Linked DNA regions of Mus musculus: regions 2, 3 and 4 are each linked to region 1. Evidence: chromatin contacts called from public HiCAR-type and HiChIP or PLAC-seq data. All regions are on one chromosome and are shown on one strand. The core of a region is the stretch at or near the end of the contact, and the rest is flanking DNA. Distances in the headings are between cores, read along the strand shown. Region 1 holds the start of Tmem64 (transmembrane protein 64). Region 2 holds the start of Slc26a7 (solute carrier family 26, member 7). Region 3 holds the start of Osgin2 (oxidative stress induced growth inhibitor family member 2). Region 4 holds the start of Calb1 (calbindin 1).

Evidence for each region. HiCAR-type assays count read pairs that join an accessible place to other places. HiChIP or PLAC-seq counts read pairs in DNA pulled down with a chosen protein or histone mark.
Region 2: a HiCAR-type map of astrocytes shows a contact between it and region 1, with 2.0 times the contacts expected there. The contact joins the promoter of Slc26a7 here to the promoter of Tmem64 in region 1. A contact is called at or near these places in 2 of 39 promoter capture datasets (maxillary cranial neural crest and second pharyngeal arch cranial neural crest) and 1 of 115 datasets of contacts at active chromatin or transcription factors (astrocytes).
Region 3: an H3K27ac HiChIP or PLAC-seq map of thymic regulatory T cells shows a contact between it and region 1, with 8 times the contacts expected there. The contact joins the promoter of Osgin2 here to the promoter of Tmem64 in region 1. A contact is called at or near these places in 2 of 39 promoter capture datasets (the C10 cell line and pre-B cells), 12 of 484 Hi-C or Micro-C datasets (CD4 T cells, CD8 T cells, LSK cells and 9 more) and 6 of 115 datasets of contacts at active chromatin or transcription factors (effector CD8 T cells, embryonic forebrain, extraembryonic endoderm stem cells and 3 more).
Region 4: a HiCAR-type map of astrocytes shows a contact between it and region 1, with 2.9 times the contacts expected there. The contact joins the promoter of Calb1 here to the promoter of Tmem64 in region 1. A contact is called at or near these places in 3 of 39 promoter capture datasets (cranial neural crest, hippocampal neurons and liver), 1 of 484 Hi-C or Micro-C datasets (cerebral cortex) and 1 of 115 datasets of contacts at active chromatin or transcription factors (astrocytes).

Annotation. Positions count from the first base shown.
Region 1 is chr4:15,262,825-15,267,703 of GRCm38.p6, forward strand. It overlaps Tmem64 (transmembrane protein 64), which reads left to right and starts at 2,996. Exons shown (of 3, transcript NM_181401.3): 1 at 2,996-3,925. The coding sequence starts at 3,128. It overlaps Gm51436 (a long non-coding RNA gene), which reads left to right and starts at 3,933. Exons shown (of 2, transcript XR_003955370.1): 1 at 3,933-4,879.
Region 2 is chr4:14,620,208-14,624,656 of GRCm38.p6, forward strand. Slc26a7 (solute carrier family 26, member 7) reads right to left here and starts at 1,571. Exons shown (of 19, transcript NM_145947.2): 1 at 1,482-1,571; 2 at 985-1,217. The coding sequence starts at 1,177. It also overlaps a transcript of Lrrc69 not described here.
Region 3 is chr4:16,010,969-16,015,369 of GRCm38.p6, forward strand. Osgin2 (oxidative stress induced growth inhibitor family member 2) reads right to left here and starts at 2,920. Exons shown (of 6, transcript NM_145950.5): 1 at 2,719-2,920. The coding sequence starts at 2,762.
Region 4 is chr4:15,878,987-15,883,532 of GRCm38.p6, forward strand. Calb1 (calbindin 1) reads left to right here and starts at 2,278. Exons shown (of 11, transcript NM_009788.4): 1 at 2,278-2,491; 2 at 2,972-3,048. The coding sequence starts at 2,413.

The DNA of each region.
Region 1 (4,879 bases), core at 1,746-4,245:
CCTGGATGAATATACCCAAAGGACACTGTAATGTACTATGGAGGTACTTGCATATTCACGTTTATGGCTGCTAAGAAATGGAACCTTCCTATAAACATACTAAGGAAAAGAATAGATCCAGAAAATGTGTTACATATGTGATACATAAACATAAGCAATTTTTCTTCAGCTCCAATGAACTTATGACGTTGTAGAAATAAAGATGTAACACATCTTTTTTTTTTTTTTTTTTTGGTTTTTCGAGACAGGGTTTCTCTGTGTAACCCTGGCTGTCTTGGAACTCACTCTGTAGACCAGGCTGGCCTTGAACTCAGAGATCTGCCTGCCTCTGCCTCCCAAGTGCTGGGATTAAAGGCGTGCGGCACCACTGCCCTGCTGTAACACATCTTTTAAGTAAACTAAACCAGACTCAAAGACTTACTCTCACATATGTGAAACCATGTATGTGTGTGTGTGTGTGTGTGTGTGTGTGTGTGTGTGTGTGTGTGTTGAACTACAAAGTCAGAGGTCTGAAGGAAGCAGGGAAGAGTGAAAGAGATGGTTACAGAATATACAAATTGTTACATGAATGAAGAAGGGAATTAAGCGGGAAGGAGACTATTAAGAGTGGGTCAGGGGGAGAGGAAGACAATAGGAGAGTGGGGCAATAAGAACAAATTATGTATTAAAACTCCATAATGAACACATGACTTGGGAGGTTAACCTAAAATTCAAAGTCTGTCAGGTATTCTAGGAAGCTAGGTTATCCGGCCTCACCAGACAATAAAAATGGCAACTTCCACAGTGTCTTTAGTTGGGGAAGACAGACAGTGAAGGATAAAATACACAGGGAAATCTCAGGCAGGGCTTGTGCTAGGAGAAAAGTACCACAGCTCTTTGGCAGGCAGACTGGTCCTTCAGATGAGAGTCATCAGGGCTGTCATCTTTGAACAGAGGCCTGCAGAGCTTAATATGAGTAAGGAAAGGGAAACTAGACTTTCTAAGAGACAAGGGAAGACTATTCACCAGAGAGAGGTCAGCAGAGGTAGAGTGTGAACAACCTCAAGTAGGAGACTTGCGAATGCAAGAGAGAGCTAGGAGGCCAGTGTGCTAGTGTGGGAAGGGCAAGGGCAGTGAGGTAGGGATGGCAGCCAGGTGAGGTCATAAACACCTTTGTAGGCCAGGGGAGAGAGTTAATATTTTCCCATAAGGGTTTTAGGCTGATCATGCTGTGTAATGCAGCAAGGCAAGCCTCCTTTCCCATTGTAAAATGTAATCTTCATAATTCTACAAGAAATAAATTCTAGTGGCACAAGAGTGGAAACGTCCAGTTACAGTTTACACTGCAGTGGCCAGAGCACTGTGCCCAGTGGACACAGATGGTTATCTTGGATAGGCATGTGCTGCATAAATATGGGTGAACTGATCCAAGACTGGCCTGTGCAGAGCGCTGGCAGCCCAAGAGCTGGCTCAGAGCTAAGGGCTCCGCATCTGGATTTTAGTCTGCAATGTGAACTGGAAGCGAACACAAGGCTTCTGTACGGTATGGGAGTAAATGACAGAGCAGAAACGGAAATAGGAGTGCCTAGATGATGATGATGATCATCATCATAAAATATTAAGTAATATTTCGGCAGTCTTTCGGATTCTCTTCACAAGGTCCAAGTAGCATATTGATGCCTCAAGGTTTAATTTCTCAGACTTATTCTCATTCACACCAGTCAGAAGTGATGATATCACAGTGCCCTGATAATATAACTCTCACATGTCCGTGGTTTTTCTTCTCACTCATTTATATACTTCCATCAAGAAGTAACTGGGATTCTTACTCTTCACTCTGTGGAACACCAATAATTGACAATGGCAAAGAGAGAAAGGATTTTGGAAGGTTCCTAAAGCATCTAAAAGCTAGTCACAAGTCACTTGGCAGAATATATCGTGGAGACTGACCCAAACACGAGGCCTGGACATAGAAGTCAGCCTACTATGACCGAGTAGAGAATACAGGGAATATTTAGTACACCTACTACTATTCAGTCATCCATAACCATGGTCTTAACGGTTGCCTGTGTATCAATGTCAAAATTTCTAGGAGTGATAATTCATGTCAACGCCATATTCCTATTTTCAAACATCCACTGGAATGCCACTTTTGGGTGGATATCATGGACATCTCAACTCTGATGCATCAACTTCATTTGTACATAGTTGTAATATTTTCCTTAAGTCAATGGCTTTCTTCTATCTACTATCTCAGATAAGAACTCTAGCTAACATCTTTGATTCCTTACCTTGCTCTCCTAGCACTGGGTCAGTCATAAGTCTATACATAGCTCGTGAAAGGGCTGGTAACAGCAACCCTTTTTATAAAGGTCTTTTGAGGAATCTTTTCCACTCTACGCAGCACAGTGCTTGGCATTCAGGAAAGGACTAGGGTCTAGAAGGCACATTCTCTGAAGAGTGGCTCTTCACAACCAATTCCCTGGGCTCCTAAACAACCGAGTTATCTAGAAGCCACTGGGAGACTTTGCTCTCTGGGATGGTACAATTATCCTCCTACGAACAGATAAGAACTCCTCCCCTAAAGTCGCCAGACAGCTTTTGGGGGAGAGCGACACCCCACTGCTGGTTTGCAGGAAAGGTCAATCAGAAGCCAAAGAGAGGCACTTGGCAAGAGTCCCAGCAGCTGCGGCCAAGGGTCTTTGACACGCAGGCACGCGCGCGCCCGTGGAAGCTGAGAGCGCGCAGCCCCGGGTCCCCTTTCCGCTTCCCGTGGCCTCCCTCCGCCTCACTCTTCTGCCCCGGGCAGCCGAGGCCTCCGTTGCCTGAGAGACGCGGGTACCTCGCCACTCATCCGCAGCACCAGCCGGGCGTCACGGGGGCGTGACCGACCACCCAGCTATGTCTCCGCCCCCTCTGCGCGTGCCCCGCCCCTCGGGCCCAAGGGGGCGGGCTCTGCGGGCGCGGGGTCCAGACTCGACCGACTCCCGGCGGGACCGCGTCTCGACCGCCGCTGCCGCCCTTCTCCGGCCGTTCCCTCCCCGCGAGAGGACGCAGGGAGCCGAGGCCTGGCGTGCGGGGTGCCATGGAAGGCCGCAGGCGGGGGGACGCGGCGGGAGTGGAGACACTGGCCGGCTGAGGCCGAGGCATGCGGAACCCCGGTGGGAGCCTGCCCCACACGCTGCCCCGGGCCTTGCAGCACGCCGGTCGGACGGGAGTCGTGGAGCAGCCGGGCCGCTGGGCACCGGAGCGGACAGCGGGAGGGGACCGCTCGGAGGACCGCCTTCCCCGCGGGGGCGGGGCCAGCGCGGCGGCGGCTGCTGCTGCGGCGGCGGCCTCGGGCGCCCTGCTCGGCGCCTATCTGGAGCGCCACGGTCTGCCCGCGGCCTCGGACTTGCCGGCGCCGGCCGGGGCGTTGGCAGGCGGCCCCGGGAGCGGCGGCGGCGTGGTGGTCGGGGTGGCCGAGGTGAGAAACTGGCGCTGCTGCTGCCTCGGCAGCACCTGTTGGTGCCGGAGCCTCGTGCTGGTGTGCGTGCTGGCCGCCCTGTGCTTCGCTTCCCTGGCCCTGGTCCGCCGCTACCTGCAGCACCTCCTGCTCTGGGTGGAGAGCCTCGACTCGCTGCTCGGTGTCCTGCTCTTCGTCGTGGGCTTCATCGTGGTCTCCTTCCCCTGCGGTTGGGGCTACATCGTGCTTAATGTGGCGGCCGGCTACCTGTACGGCTTCGTGCTAGGCATGGGGCTCATGGTGGTGGGCGTCCTCATTGGCACCTTTATCGCTCATGTGGTCTGCAAGCGGCTACTCACCGCCTGGGTGGCTGCCAGGATCCAGAACAGCGACAAGCTGAGCGCCGTTATCCGCGTCGTGGAGGGAGGAAGCGGCCTGAAGGTGGTGGCGCTGGCCCGGCTGACTCCCATACCTTTTGGGCTTCAGAATGCAGTGTTTTCGGTAAGTGGGGTCCCCCTGGCCCCTCCTTCTCGTGCTCTCTCCAAATTTGTCTTTTAGAGGCCTTGTGACCACCCTAGGAGGCGCTCTGTATGACAGAAGAGTCATTGACATTTTTATGGCACCCTGAAAAAAATTACACTACAAATTCATATAACACAGCCCCTTGGAAGACCTGATAAAGAACTATCCCCCCCCCCCCCCCCCGTGCGTGTGTTTGTGTATGAGTTTGATAAAAAAAAAGTACTTTGGTAGCTCTTGAGCCATAAAGCTTTGTGACTTGACTTCCCCAGCTTTCTCTCTGCCCTGCATAAATGCAGCAGGGTTCAGATTCAGGTTTCTGGTTATATTGGAGCATGGATCGCTTTTGTTTTTAACAGTGGAGGAGGAGACAGCAGTAGACCCCAAGTTCTTGGAGTTTCCTAAATTTGTAGTAAGCTTCTTAAAAGTAGTTTGCTGTCTTGGAAAAGCTGAGAATCCTGTTTATCTTTGTTTAGAACTCTATTTGAAGTCACCTGGGTGGTTCATAAAAACAAAATGAGCACCGGCTCTTCTTACACACATTATCTAAAGACTCTTGCACTTATGGTCAGAGGTTTAGTTTATTCTGTGTAGGCTTCTATAGCGAGGATGCACCTGAGTTAAAGGTATAAATCATTGCTGGTGAGGTGGCAACCACTTGATGGGAACTTTATGGCCTTAGGACAAATTATGAAACCTAATCCGACTATGTTTTGTTTTCTAGCCCAGGCTATCCTAGAACTCACTGAGTAGCTCAGGCTGACCCTAGACTGGCAGTGATTCTCCTGCCTCAACCTCCCTTAGTGCTGTATTACAAACATGAATCCCCATGCCCAGCTTTGACTTTCCAGAAAAAAGACTGAATGGGTTTCCCACATTCAGTGATTGCACATTAGAGTTCATACCTGAGATTCCCAGGTATGCACCCGTCAACTG
Region 2 (4,449 bases), core at 321-2,820, 640 kb before region 1:
AACACAAATTCACAAACCAGTTTGTTCCAGCTACAGAATAATTTCATTAAAAGCATACTTATAATTGAACAGAAGAAATAATAGTTAAAGCCAGGGAGGTAGTGAGACTGCATGGAAATATAATCACTAGGAGTCTTTGCCAAGAAAGCTGTTCCAAACCTTTAAAGCTGGGAAGTTGAGAAATCAGTTCCTTTTCTGGCTACAGGTAGAACATTACTACCTGAATCAGCCAAAACTCGTGTGGACATACCTTTAAGGAAAGGAGGTACACATACACACACACACACACACACACACACACACACACACACACACACACGAGTGTCATTTTTAAAAATCTGTTCTGGGGATGTTTTACCATGTTATATTTCTCACTGAGACACGAGTTCTGTGGGGACTGCACCTCAGAATTAAACACGCACAGTGCAGTCCACACAAGCTCTGAGGATGCAGGATTCTTCGCTTTGCAAGTAGTGATCTTGGCAATAAGCCTCCTTCATGCACAAAAAGCTTTGTTCTCTGCTATAGCAAGTCCCATGGCTACAGCAGGTAACTGTAACTGTGTGCTGCTAACTGGGCTCATGAGCAATTGTATTCAGGACAGGAAATGTTTTATAGCTTGATTTGATGAAGGTGGGAAATTATGTCAGCACAGTGAAATCATAAAAGCTCATTTCTCACAATCACTGATCCATTACTCTGAACCAATATGAAATTTAACATTGCAAAATATGTAATTCCATTCAAGGGTTACTGCTTAATTGCTTAACTCCTAGCCAGGGGTAGAAAAAAGCCAAGTAATTTTAAAAGCAATTAGGAAAATCACACACAGAAACATCTACTCTGCTTATTTTCCTAAAATTAGTAACCATTTTATTAAGTCTGCTTCACTAGCTACACTGTCACCCCTCAAACATAATCCCCATCCAAGAAGCAAAGTGACATCCACTCTGCAGAAGACTGTAAACCCAAATGCACACTTACCTTGTGCCACCTGTTGAACTGCCAACATTATCCCAGACACAGTGTCTGGAAGCAGGTTTTCCTTCAGATTGTACTGCGGTGCCCATTCCAAGATAGGTAGGCGCCTCTTACACCACTGCTTAATGTCTTCTCGGTGGGGGGTGTGCATCTTGCCCCACAGCACGCTTCTCTTTTTCCTCTTTGCTCCCGTCATTTTTTCAGATTTTCAGATTCCCTCCTGTAGTAGTCAACTTCTTCAAGCAAGGGAGAGAGAAAAAAAAAAAATCGTTGGAGAACACCTCCTTTCGATGCCAGGCTCCAAATCGTCTGTGGTTTACAATGTCAAAGCTATCCAGAAAATAAATGTGAGAGAGAGAGAGAGAGAGAGAGAGAGAGAGAGAGAGAGAGAGAGAGAGAGAGAGAGAGAGAGAGAAACAGAAACACGAATGGATGCAACTGAGCTGTATGCCTTACTGTGGTTCAGCTAATTATTCTAGATAAAAATTATAGACTCAAACCTTAAATTCTTATCTGAATAAGGAATGGTTTCTGTTCATGTAATACTTTTCTGAACTTGGAAAAGTAATAGGTTCGGTGGTGAGATAGTTACAGCTCCCTTGCCAGTAATTCCCTTTATATTCACTGTCGTCTTATGTTTTTGGCTGCATTCCCAATGGTTAATGAGGTAGTTCTGGGCGTGTGGTGGAAGTGGGCTGGGCTATGCTAATGAAACCAGGAAGGATCCAGCCAGCCCAGCGTCTCCTACAAGCAGAAGCGAAGTCCCGACTGCCAGAGGATTTTCTGTAAAGAATATGCTACAGCCACACTTCTTTGTGAGGTATATATTTCCAACATCACTAAAAATTGCCAATTCCATAAAAGTCGGAAACATGATAGGGGACTACATGAGTCCTTGTCATTCTATTCTCTGGAATATGAAGTTTTCATTCATAGAAAAAACATTCAGATAACCACTGTGCCATCTGAGAAAGGACTAGCTAGTTCTTATAAACAAACTGAAATTTCATCTCCTGGGCTAAGGATTTAAGTATCACAATGAGCAAATATTTGTGGCTAGAGTTTATTTTTCTTCCTGTCTCTGCTCATTCACTTTTTACTGATTGTTTCTCTATGTTTTTAATTAACACACTTATGTCATTGTAAATAAAATTTATTGAGAAATTCAGTATCATTAAAACTATTGTTTGAAGCGGCACGGGTGTGTGCACGTGCGTGCACATGTGTGTGTATGTGTGTAATAGTATTTTTGTTGATATAACTTTTAGTAGAGCATTCTTTTAAAAGCTAGTGTTACATTTATAACAGAATAGACTGTCAAAGATTTTATTATAGTATTATTTCCCACAGCCTCCAGAAGAATAAGTCTGTATTATGGTCTGAACCATTGGAATTAACCCCAAAAACCAATATTCTAACTAAAACCGTGAAGCCAGAAGAAAGAAAAGCAAGCATGTAGTTATTTACAGTGCTTTCTAATGTCCGTTTGTCCAGAGACTAGACATCAGATGCTGGAAGCTATTACAACAGTAAGAACTTAGACCCTTTATTCTCCACAGGATTCCTGCTGTGTTTTTCCCATTAATTACATTAAGAGAAAGAGCTACTTTCTCAACTTCAAAAATATGTCCCTTGCTTGTAACATATGTAATACTTGGCAATACTTTTTTTTCAAACTCCATGAATCCTAAATAGATCTAGAGATATACATTTATATGAATGTGTGAGATTTTTTTTCTGTATTTCTCTGTTATTTTCATGACATGACATTTCTAACACTTCAATATATTTCTAACTCAGGGTCAAGCTAAAGGTTAGTAGAGGAGTCTTATGGCTGAGATGAAATTCAGTGGAATAGCTACTGCCTACCATGCATGAAGCCCTTGGTTCACTCCCTAGCAAACAAAGAGGGAGAAGGAGAGGGGAAGAATCTATTTCAGAGAGGAAGCTGCAAATGGTAGCATTTTAAACTTATTGTGTGATCTAAAAATAGCCTGAGGAGATAATTGCAAATGCACACAGTAAGAAACTGTAGGCTGGCTTTCCTTCCTGTGTGGCAGTCTCTCCCTTTAGTGCATGTGTGCACAAAAGTCAAAAATTATGTACATACTCATTGTGTGTTAGTTTCCTAAGATAAACATGAAATTTAAAAGAATTCAAACCTAGGCTGAAGAGAGAGAGAGAGAGAAACTGAATGGCTCACCAGACAGTTCCTAAGAGAATAAATGTTTCCTAAAAATCCTAACGTTTAAATCTGGAGCTCAACTTCCATATCTTTCCAAGCCAACACTATTTAAAGCCTGTCTAAACCTCGCTCCACAGCACAGTATCAGTCTTATTTGTAATCAGTAATGCCAAACAAAGAGAGCTTTATGAGGAATTTCTTCACACACATGAAATTCTCAAAATGACTAGGCCAGTGCATAAAATTCAGGAGTAATAACATTTATTTGAAAGTTTCAGTGACTGAAGGTACTTTGATGTTCAATACTATATACCACCCATATGGGCCATCTCTTCCCTGAATGTCCAGCGAGCACCTACAGACATCACAAGATTTTCTGAATGTCTTCTCCTTCAGATATGGACCAACAGGACAGCTCTTCTTCCTAAAACATCATTTGAATGACATCATTAACATGTGTAAATTTCTGTAACCTCCGTTAAATTCCAACCTATTAACAAAAACAATGGAATTCTCCTGTCCTGCCTGCTGCTCCCAACTAGCTCATCATGAACTCTCCCCCAACAAGTGCGCATTAATCGGTCACTGCGAAGGAGGAAAGGAAGGAGAGTGTAGGTATTACATATGCTTTAGGAGATACTTAATGAAGGAAATGGAAAAAGGTATAACTAACATTCTATCGGGGGGGGGGGGAAGGTAAATTAATAATGAAGTCACACAGAAAGAGTTGGATGCTAAGGAACAGGGGAATTTCATTAACATTGAGGGCAAATTCATCCCATCCTGCCCAGACACTTGTGTTCCAGCAAGAAAGAGTTAATGACCTGCCATGTACTGACATCACATCTTTTACTGCCAGCATTGAGATTCATCCACATATGGACGAGCTTTTATGAAAATCTACATCTTCCATGAACACTTCCCTGGCTCCACAGCATTCTGTTCCTGTTACAGGGTTAGTATTCAAGTAGCCTTCACAGATAGAGAGCTGAAGTCATTTTCATGATTTTTTTTCCCTCCTGGCTTTACATCTTCATCTTACAATTTTCTTCTGACTCACTCATAGTGTAAATTCTTTATAAATAGGGCTTATTCATATCATTTTCTTTTTTCCTTATGATCAACTGGAAGAAACTACAGACATATCACCCACTAGATAGTGATGAATACAATAGCCCTCCTACAATGGCTCAAGGATCACTTAGCCTGTTGCAGCATAACTGCCACACTGTGCTCTAAAAGCATAGAGATAGTAGAGCAGAGAGAAAACAAGTGAAAAAAAA
Region 3 (4,401 bases), core at 1,670-4,169, 750 kb after region 1:
CTTCCTTGTAAAAGTTGCACCTTTGTGAAATTTAATTTAGTATTCAGCTTCTTCCTCACCCTCTCTCCTCAACAGAATCCACACCAATTTCCTCATAATCCTTCTCTAGGGCAGCCATATCCCCATGGGCCTCTGAGAACTCCCCCTCCTCCATGCCCTCACCAACATAACACTACATGAAGGCATGCTCTGCATTCGCAAGATCAAACTTGTGATCTAGGCAAGCCCAGGCCTCAGCAATGGTTGTGGTGTTGCTAAGCATACACACAGCTCTGTTGGCCAGATACACTGTGGGAGGCTGGTAACTAATGCCAATCTTAAAAGTGAGTGGGGCACAAGTCCACAAACTGGATGGTACACTTGGTCTTAATGGTAATGGCAGCACTGACATCTTTGGGAGCCACATCTCTGCCGTACAGTAGGCCATGTATTTACGACGCCAACGGATCACTATCTAGTTGGCTGACTAAAAGCAGACATTGGTCATCTCTGCTATAAAGTTCCTCGTAGTAGGCTTTCTAAGCAAAAATGGCAGGAGCATAGTGGCCAGAGGACGTAGATTCTAGGACAGGGCACAAGATTGGTCTGGGATTCTGTCAGGTCAACATTCAAGGTCCCATCAAATCTGAGGGAAGCAGTGACAGAAGACAGTCTGACCTATCATCCTATTTAAGTTAGTGTAAATTGGGTGTTCAATGTTGAGATTTCTATAACAGATGTCACAGATGGCCCCATTATCTACCACGAAGGTACAATCAGAGTGCTCCATCCAGGGTGGTATGGATGGTGAGGATGGAATTGTAGGGCTCAACTACAGCAGTGGAAACTTTGGGGGGTTGAGTAATGTAGAACTCCAGCTTCAACTTCTTTTCATAACCAATAGAGAGCCACTCCATCAGCAGGGAGATGAATTCACAGCCTGATCCCCTGCCAAAGCCATGGAAAAAGGAGAAACCCTGAAGCTCTGTACACTGGTCAGCCAGTTTGAGAGTCCTGTCAAGACAAGGTTAATGATATCCTTGCCAATGGTGTAGTTGCCAGGGGCACAGTTATAGGCAGCATCTTCCTTGCCTGTGATGAGCTGAGCTGCTCAGGGTAGAAAAGCTGGCAGTAGGTACCAGTGCGCAATTCATCAATAGCTATGCATTCCAGGTCTACGATCACTGCCCAGGGCACATGCTTGCTAGTGCCTGTCTCACTGAAGGAGATCCTCAAAGAGTCATCTCTTCCCCAATGATCATGTCACTTGGCATGTGGCCATCAGGTTAGATGCCATTTTCCTAGCAGTAGAGCTGCCAGTAGGCATTTCCCATCTGGACATCAGCCTGGCCAACATTTATGGAGATGCACTCACACATGGATGCTACTTGAGGCTGCTGAATGAATGGGGGAAGACAAGGAAGCAGTACTTCTTATAGCTTGACTCTTAAAAGGTCTCTAATGATACATTTAACTATAATAATGTAGCAAACACGGTTTCTTCTCTCCCAACACTAAACTGTAGCAAACACTTTTCACTCCCTCCCCTAAATTTCTCTGCACAGAGATAAGAGGATGGATGGTATTTACCACATAGCCTCAGAGTAAGAATTCCAAGCTCTCCCCTTACCGCTCAACAGTACCCCAAAGGTGTCAGGAGACTTTCAGAGGGTTATTTTCTAAAAGAAATGTAGCTCCCCAAGAGGCTTCAAATTTTCACTCCAGCCTGCTTTTTACAATACTCAAAGTGGACGATGTGTACATACACAACAATCTGTCTAGAACATAGAATCCAGCAGTCTTTGGCATAAAACTTTTCTAGATCTAGAATTTAAAGTCTCCTTACAAACTCAGGAGGTTGGGCAGACCTAGGTCGTTGCTATTACAGCAGGAGTCTGATTTCTCTGCACCTCACATTCTTTTTTAACCTCTTCTGTGAAGGTTATTAAATACACACGACATTTATCTATATCACATAAAATAAGCTCTGTGATTTGTATTGATGACAGTCACAAATACTGTGACTTGTGGCTCACATTAGTAAAGAAAGCAATGTTAGTATTTTTAGAAATGATATTAATATCCTTTCCACCCAAGTTAATGTTTCACCTAAATTCTATGAGCCTCTATTAAACAAGTCTTTATCAGTTTATTCTGTAACATTCACACATGTAAAGCCAGTTCCCAGAGTCCTTACTAAACGTAACATTTCATCCCATCCAGTTTCTTGTACTTTTGATCTTATTCTGTAATTCCCCGAAGTGTTGGTCAATTGTTCTGAATCTAGAACATACGTTCATTCATCTTTGAAACTATTGTTTTTCTCACCGTAAGAAACTTTCATCATAATTTGAGTATAAAACTGCCACTTCCTAAATTTCTCCATTCTAACATGGCTTTACATCACTCATACCTTAGTAAGTCACGACCCACTGTCACTACATGACACATTCTTCTCCACTTCCCTTCAAGCCAGTAACTTATGTTATTAGATTTTTAAAAGATCAAAAATTCAAAGGAGGCTCTTCACAGATTTTCAAATTTACCATTTACATGTAACCGACTCACCGCCGGCCTAGCCACTCTCGCCGTCCTGTGACCCGCGCGGTCCAGGAACAAGAAGAGGGGACAAGAAAAGAGCGGGGTCCACGGAGCTCCGAGCAGCGCCGGCCCAGCGGGCGGCGGCCGAGGAGCACACGCTGCAGAGCCAGCTCCGACCCATCCCGGGGGGAAAGTCACCTGAAATGACCGGCCAGGGAGCAGCGGCAGCACCACACAGGCATGGAGAGCGGCTGCCGTCCTCCGGGAGGGCCGACCGCGGGCTGGTCCCGGCGCGCGCTCTGCCTGCACCGCGGCTCACAGGCGCGGGAGTCTGTCCCCGGCCAGCGGCTTCCGCTCCTCCCCGCCGGCGGCAGGGCGGCGCAGCGAGTGATGAGCGCCGCGCTGGGGGCGGGACCGGGCGCTGCGACGGCGACGCGCGGCTCCGCCCACCAGGTGCGGCGCGTGGACGAGGCCGCCGATTGGTGGAGTCGCGGCGAGGGGCGGGTCCACGGAGAGGGATGCGCAGGGCCGCGGCGCTGCGGTCCGGGTCCTCACGAGGCCTAGGCTCGGGGCTCGGGGTGCGTTCTCGGTGCCCGCTCTTGGGATTGCGGAGCAGAAGAGGGGAGGCTTCTACCTCAGGCCTGCGGGTCTCAGGGAAGTCCGGCCGCGAGAACCTACCTGAGCTCACGTCCTCGCACTGTCTCGGGTGCATCTGGCCTCGGCCCCCGCATCGCGGCCACCCAAAGACTCCCACAAACCTTAGGTGCTCCGGCCGCTCGCCTGGCGCTCCCCCTGGCCATGTTCAGCCTCCCTTCTTAAAGAGCGCCGCTCCACCATTCCCCGGACTGGGCAAGGCCTCACTCAGCCATGCAGAGACTAGTGGGGAAAGGGGCTGGGCCAGAAAAGATGTTTTGAGTCTCTCCAGGTGTCTTTGAGTCAGCACAGGGAGTGCATCCAACTTGGTATTTATCCAAAGTTAAAAGGTGAGGGTGGACACTGTCAGAGCGATTAATCACCTTAATTAATTAATTAATCTGCTCCGACAACGCCTTCACCCATCTCCGTTATTGGGGGGCGGAGGGGAGCAGTTAAAACACTTGTATGTTTATGTCTTTAAAAGAAATTCTCTTTAAGAATGTTGGTTGGAGTCTGCATTTTTTAAAAGAACTCATCCTGGCAGAACATTGGCCCATGCCTTAATTTCAGCCCTGGGAAAGCAGAGGCAGGTGGATCTCCATGAGTTCAAGTCTAGTTTGATCTACATAGGACAGCCAGGACTTTGTAGAGAGACCCTGTCTCAAAAAGAAAGAACTCAGCGTGCCTCCAGGATTCCATATCTAAAAGGTGTATTCACCGGATTTTAAAAATTGTTTTTCTCCTCTTTGAAAATAATGGCAGTATGAGCTCATTTTACGTTTAATGTGTTAACAGTTGTGAAGGAGAAAGGGAAGAAGAAGCTGCGTCTGCCGAGACATTGACTAGAACTGCATTATAGTGGGAAGCTTGGATTGCTGCAGGTCCATCCAGAGGCTAATTACCTTATCTAGGCTAGATCTAGCACTGCAGAACACTAGCTATTTGTCCAACTCTATGTGTGAACTAACGTCTTGTGACTAGAAGATTAAAAACTTTTTGGAATCTATTGACTAAACAGGCCACTAGCTTCCACCAACCAAAAGCTAAGAATGCAATAAGATAACACCCTGAGACTATAGTAACACTTCCCTCATCTTGCTGTACCTGTCTCTCTGGCGTGCTTTAATAAACTATAACAATGGATTTTACACTTACCTTGATTTCTTGTTCTGTGAAACTTCACAGAACTGCTTCCAGTTGGAACATGGAATTTGGGGTAGTTAAAATTGTTCCTGGCCTATAGCC
Region 4 (4,546 bases), core at 1,028-3,527, 620 kb after region 1:
CTGTGTAATGAGGCCTAAGAGGCAAGTCATAAGAGTGCTTTGCAATGCTTTTGGAAAGTTTAATCTTATGGAACAATCACAGTATTCAAAGGGTGTGTACTTCTTCCAGAATCCTAGAAGGTGAGAGAGGTTCCTGAATATTTGAAAAATAACACCCTCCCAATCTTGGTTAATGAACTGAAAAATTCGGCAGGCAAAAGGCAGAAATAGTTCTTAAGTTACTTCAGAGCTGTAGAACTGAAACACACACTTGTTTAGTGTCCTTAAACTCAATTTAATTTTGAAGTGACACCAAAAATGTCTAAAAAGAGATGTTGATTTTAAATGAGAGTCTAAGACTAATAGTTATTTAAGAGAAAAATGTATTTTATGAAGTTACATTTCTTCTGCTAAAAAAAATTATCCAGGAAAAAATATTACCTTAGAAAATCAAAATGAAAAAAAAAAGAAAATCAAAATGTAAATTGAAGAAATTGAAGACTATAACATTCAAAGATGTTGAGGATGCCATGTTTACAGCTTGTTAATCTGAGTTGATACAAACTAAAAGAACTAATCTAGAAATGTTCTTTAAATTTTAAATTATATATGCTTTTGTACTAACAATAGTACCCCTATGACCAGGAAAAAATGTATATCTAAAATAAATATCTGAAGATATTTGTTGCAGCTGTTTGTCACAGTAGAACACTAAAAAAGATGGAATGTCTACAATTAGGATGGAAAACTATGTTATGTAAACATGGGCTAATGGAGGAAGTGTCTACCGAGGAACAAACTTTTGTATGAGGATGTGACTTGGGTAGGCTGAGATTCAGTTTTCCCTGGAAATTAAGAGGTATATGAACAAAAGTAACTGACGTGTATTGGGTCAAATGCCCCTTTACCTTTGTAAGCCACAGAAGGTAAGGTTAATACGTTTTATTGCACTACTTGCAGGACCTAGCAAAGTACCTGACCCAAAAGCTGTTGATAAGTGTTCACTGAATGGATGAAAATATAAACAACTGGGCATGCACATAATCTTTTTAAGTAAAAACAATATCCTTGTTATCCTCTCAGAGTTTGGCTTGCTTTGTGTATAATATCAGTCTGAGATTTGTGTGAGAATCAGATAAGGTGATGAAAGTCAAAACTTACATCCATGAAAACTTTAGAGTATCATGGCTGCAGGACTTGTCTGGAGAAGACAATTGGTTGCCTCACAATCCCACTATTGGAGGAAACACAAATGTGGTGAATTCCATATTCTATGACACACGTGAAACCTGTGGCGCTTCATGAGCTCGTTTTGAAAGTTTATACCACACTGGTTTGCTTTTGTGTTACTGTAACCAGACACATAGGGTTCATTTTCAGCAGACCATAAGGTCTCAAAAGATGGACAATTAGATAACTTAGAAATACTTACGTAAAAGAAAACCTAAATACAGTATTTGTCATATTAAAATACCAATTGTAACATGTAGCCGGATATTTTTCCCACCTCTAATGATTTCCAGTTTCTGGAAAAAAATCCCTCACCTAGAGATAGAAGCAGCGCAGCTGTAAAATCAGTGAGTGGGGCTGCTACGGAGTCACTGGTTAGCCTGGTGACATTTCTTTCAGTTTCTACTTTGTAAGATGCAAGTAACTAATGGCATCGATAAAATCACTTCCTTCCTAACATCTTAAATTCTTATAAGTTAATTCTACTACATTCCAATAATTCTGCTTCAAGCTCAAAAAGTAACAACAGCAAGAGCAGCAGACTCCTGCATTCTGCTGTCTCTAAGCATAGCTCACATCTTAAACAGCCACGTGATGGTCTCCATTAGCGCAATATGAAGCATTGTTACAATTAACCACAGCAACGTATGCATTAATCAAATTAAACTAACACTTGACATCTGATTTTGTTCAAATACTCAACTGCCTCGATAAATACTAAGTAGACAAAATCTCCACTGACGTGGTTTATCAGTCAGCTTTCCCTTCCATCTGAAAAAAAATCAAACAATTCTAGGTATGTTGCTTTACTCTAACATTCAGGAGTGAAAGCCTCCCTGAACCTGGGGGATGTGAGGAGAAATGAGTCTGAGCAAGGGATCCCCACCACCTGCTGCTTCCTAGACTCCAAAACTCCAGCTCCAGCTATTTCCTGGGAAGAGAGAAATCGGAGGGGAGGGGAAGAAGGTTGGTGAGAGCAAGAGGCGGGAGCTAGGAAAAGGAGGCAGGAGGAGGCGTGGCCCGGCCTGGGGCCGGCGGGATAAATACAGAGAACTGGGTGCGGGGTGCGGAGAACTCCGGAGGACGCCCGAACGGAGCAGCACCGCGGACAGCGCCCCGCCGCGCCGCGCCCAGCTCAGCCTGCGCAGCCCTCTCGCCCGAGGTTCGCGCTCCGCGCACTCTCAAACTAGCCGCTGCACCACGATGGCAGAATCCCACCTGCAGTCATCTCTGATCACAGCCTCACAGTTTTTTGAGATCTGGCTTCATTTCGACGCTGACGGTGATTATTTTCTTTTTTAACCCTTGCAAGACCCGTCCCCATTCCTTCCCTGCTCTTCCCTTCGACTGTGCTTGTTCATCCCAACCATCCTTTTCTGTTCTTTTCCGTCTTCCTTCACCCTGTCTAATCTCGTCTCCCCCTGACTGCCTACCCATCATCCTGGAAGTTTACACTGAGTGTACGCCATCCCCGTGCTGTAAGCGTTCACCTTTCTAGGAACGGTAACGGTAGGACAGAAGCAAAGATTGGGAAACCCTGTCCCCAAAAGTTTCAAACACCATCCCCAGCACCCCTGCTACCCTCCTATGCCCTTTATGCGGTTGAAGTTTTACACCTAGGAAGCTAAGCGCTGCGGCGGCTCATTGCTGATTAATCGGTGCTCAGGCTGTACATAGCCTCCCAGGACGGTTGTCCTGGAAAGAACCGAGAAGAAACTTAGAAAGAGACATCTGACACCTGGGTGTCTCTTTGTCTTTTCAGGAAGTGGTTACCTGGAAGGAAAGGAGCTGCAGAACTTGATCCAGGAGCTTCTGCAGGCGCGAAAGAAGGCTGGATTGGTAGGCTTGAGTTTGAGCAGGACCCTTCAAGCCTAAGACATACCTATTCTTGTGTTTCATAAAAGAGGTTTTGTGGGAGAAAGTAAAGGCTTACCTACTAAGAAAGGCGAGAGAGAACATATTTCCAAATTGCGTCAAGAGAAAAAGTGTGTGTGTGTGTGTGTGTGTGTGTGTGTGTGTGTGTGTGTGTGTGTGTTTGGTGGTGGTGGTAGGGTGTCTAAAGAGAAAATCCCTATCATCTTAAATCAGTCATATATTTCTATAATCCTCCTTTCCTTAATAGGTCTTAAAAGGAAATGTCGATGTGCAAGACCCTTCGTCAGATTCCCCACCTCCACCACTGAGTTGGTTGTGTGATTTCTAACTTCTCTTTTCTAGACGATAAGGAAGGGGTAGAAATACATTCCTGCCCCTTGGTGGTCAGGAACAGATCTGCAGATTCTAGTGCCAATTTCTGCTGCGAAGTCAGAGTAGCTGGGAACGGGGTGGGGGAGGGGTGAAACTACAGCTTGCCTTGACCCTTAATCTTGAGCAAAGATAACCAATTCATAATAAGTGTGAGAATTTAGCAAGAAATGGTTTTTTTTTCATTTTTGTTGGAGAGAATCCCCAAATTAATAAAGCAATAAAACAAAGCACTGTAAGAATTTCATGTATTGTGGAAAGGAGAAGATTCTGAAGAGAAAGTACGAGTGGTGGTTTTTAAATAAGCTATGGTTTTGACATAAGCATTGGTTAAATAAATTATAATTATTGTTTAAGAATTAATTCCTTTGGGCCAAATCTATTTGTTGGGAAAGGATGATGTCAATGGAAAAATAAAAGATACCCAACTAACTTTTAAACATATGAGATGTTTATATAAAGAGTAAATTGAGAATTTTACAGGTCTGATAGCATTTATGTAAGACTGCTTTTCAAAAGAAAGCAAGGTTGGATACGCAGTAGTTAAATGTTAATAGCCTTTGGTCTTTTGGATTATAATTACAAAGAAATTTTTACATAAAGATAATATACATATCATCCCTAGATATTATACAGCATGCCACCATTTCTAGTGCTCGTGTGTGTGTGTGTGTGTGTGTGTGTGTGTGTGTGTGTGTGTGTGTGAGAAAGAGAGAGAGAGGGGGGAGAGAGAGAGAGAGAGAGAGAGAGAGAGAGAGAGAGAGAGAGAAACAGTATTAATGCGACTGTTTTGTTTTTTGGGGTTTTGGGGGGTTGATTTTTGTTTGTTTCTTTGGGGGACTTTTGCTGTTGTTCTGTACATGGTGAGATTTATATAGTAGGAATCCCTATACAACAGCAAAAAGAATCTCCATACTGATGGAAATGCACTCTGATGTATTACATGCAGACTATCAAATTGCTAAAATCATGCCAAACCGACTTTAAACCAGATCATGCTCTGGGGATTGTTTTACTCAGATTTCATATCATGTAATCTAAAGTGTAATAGAATAAGATCAAATAAAAATATCTTCTATGCACTTTGCCCTCT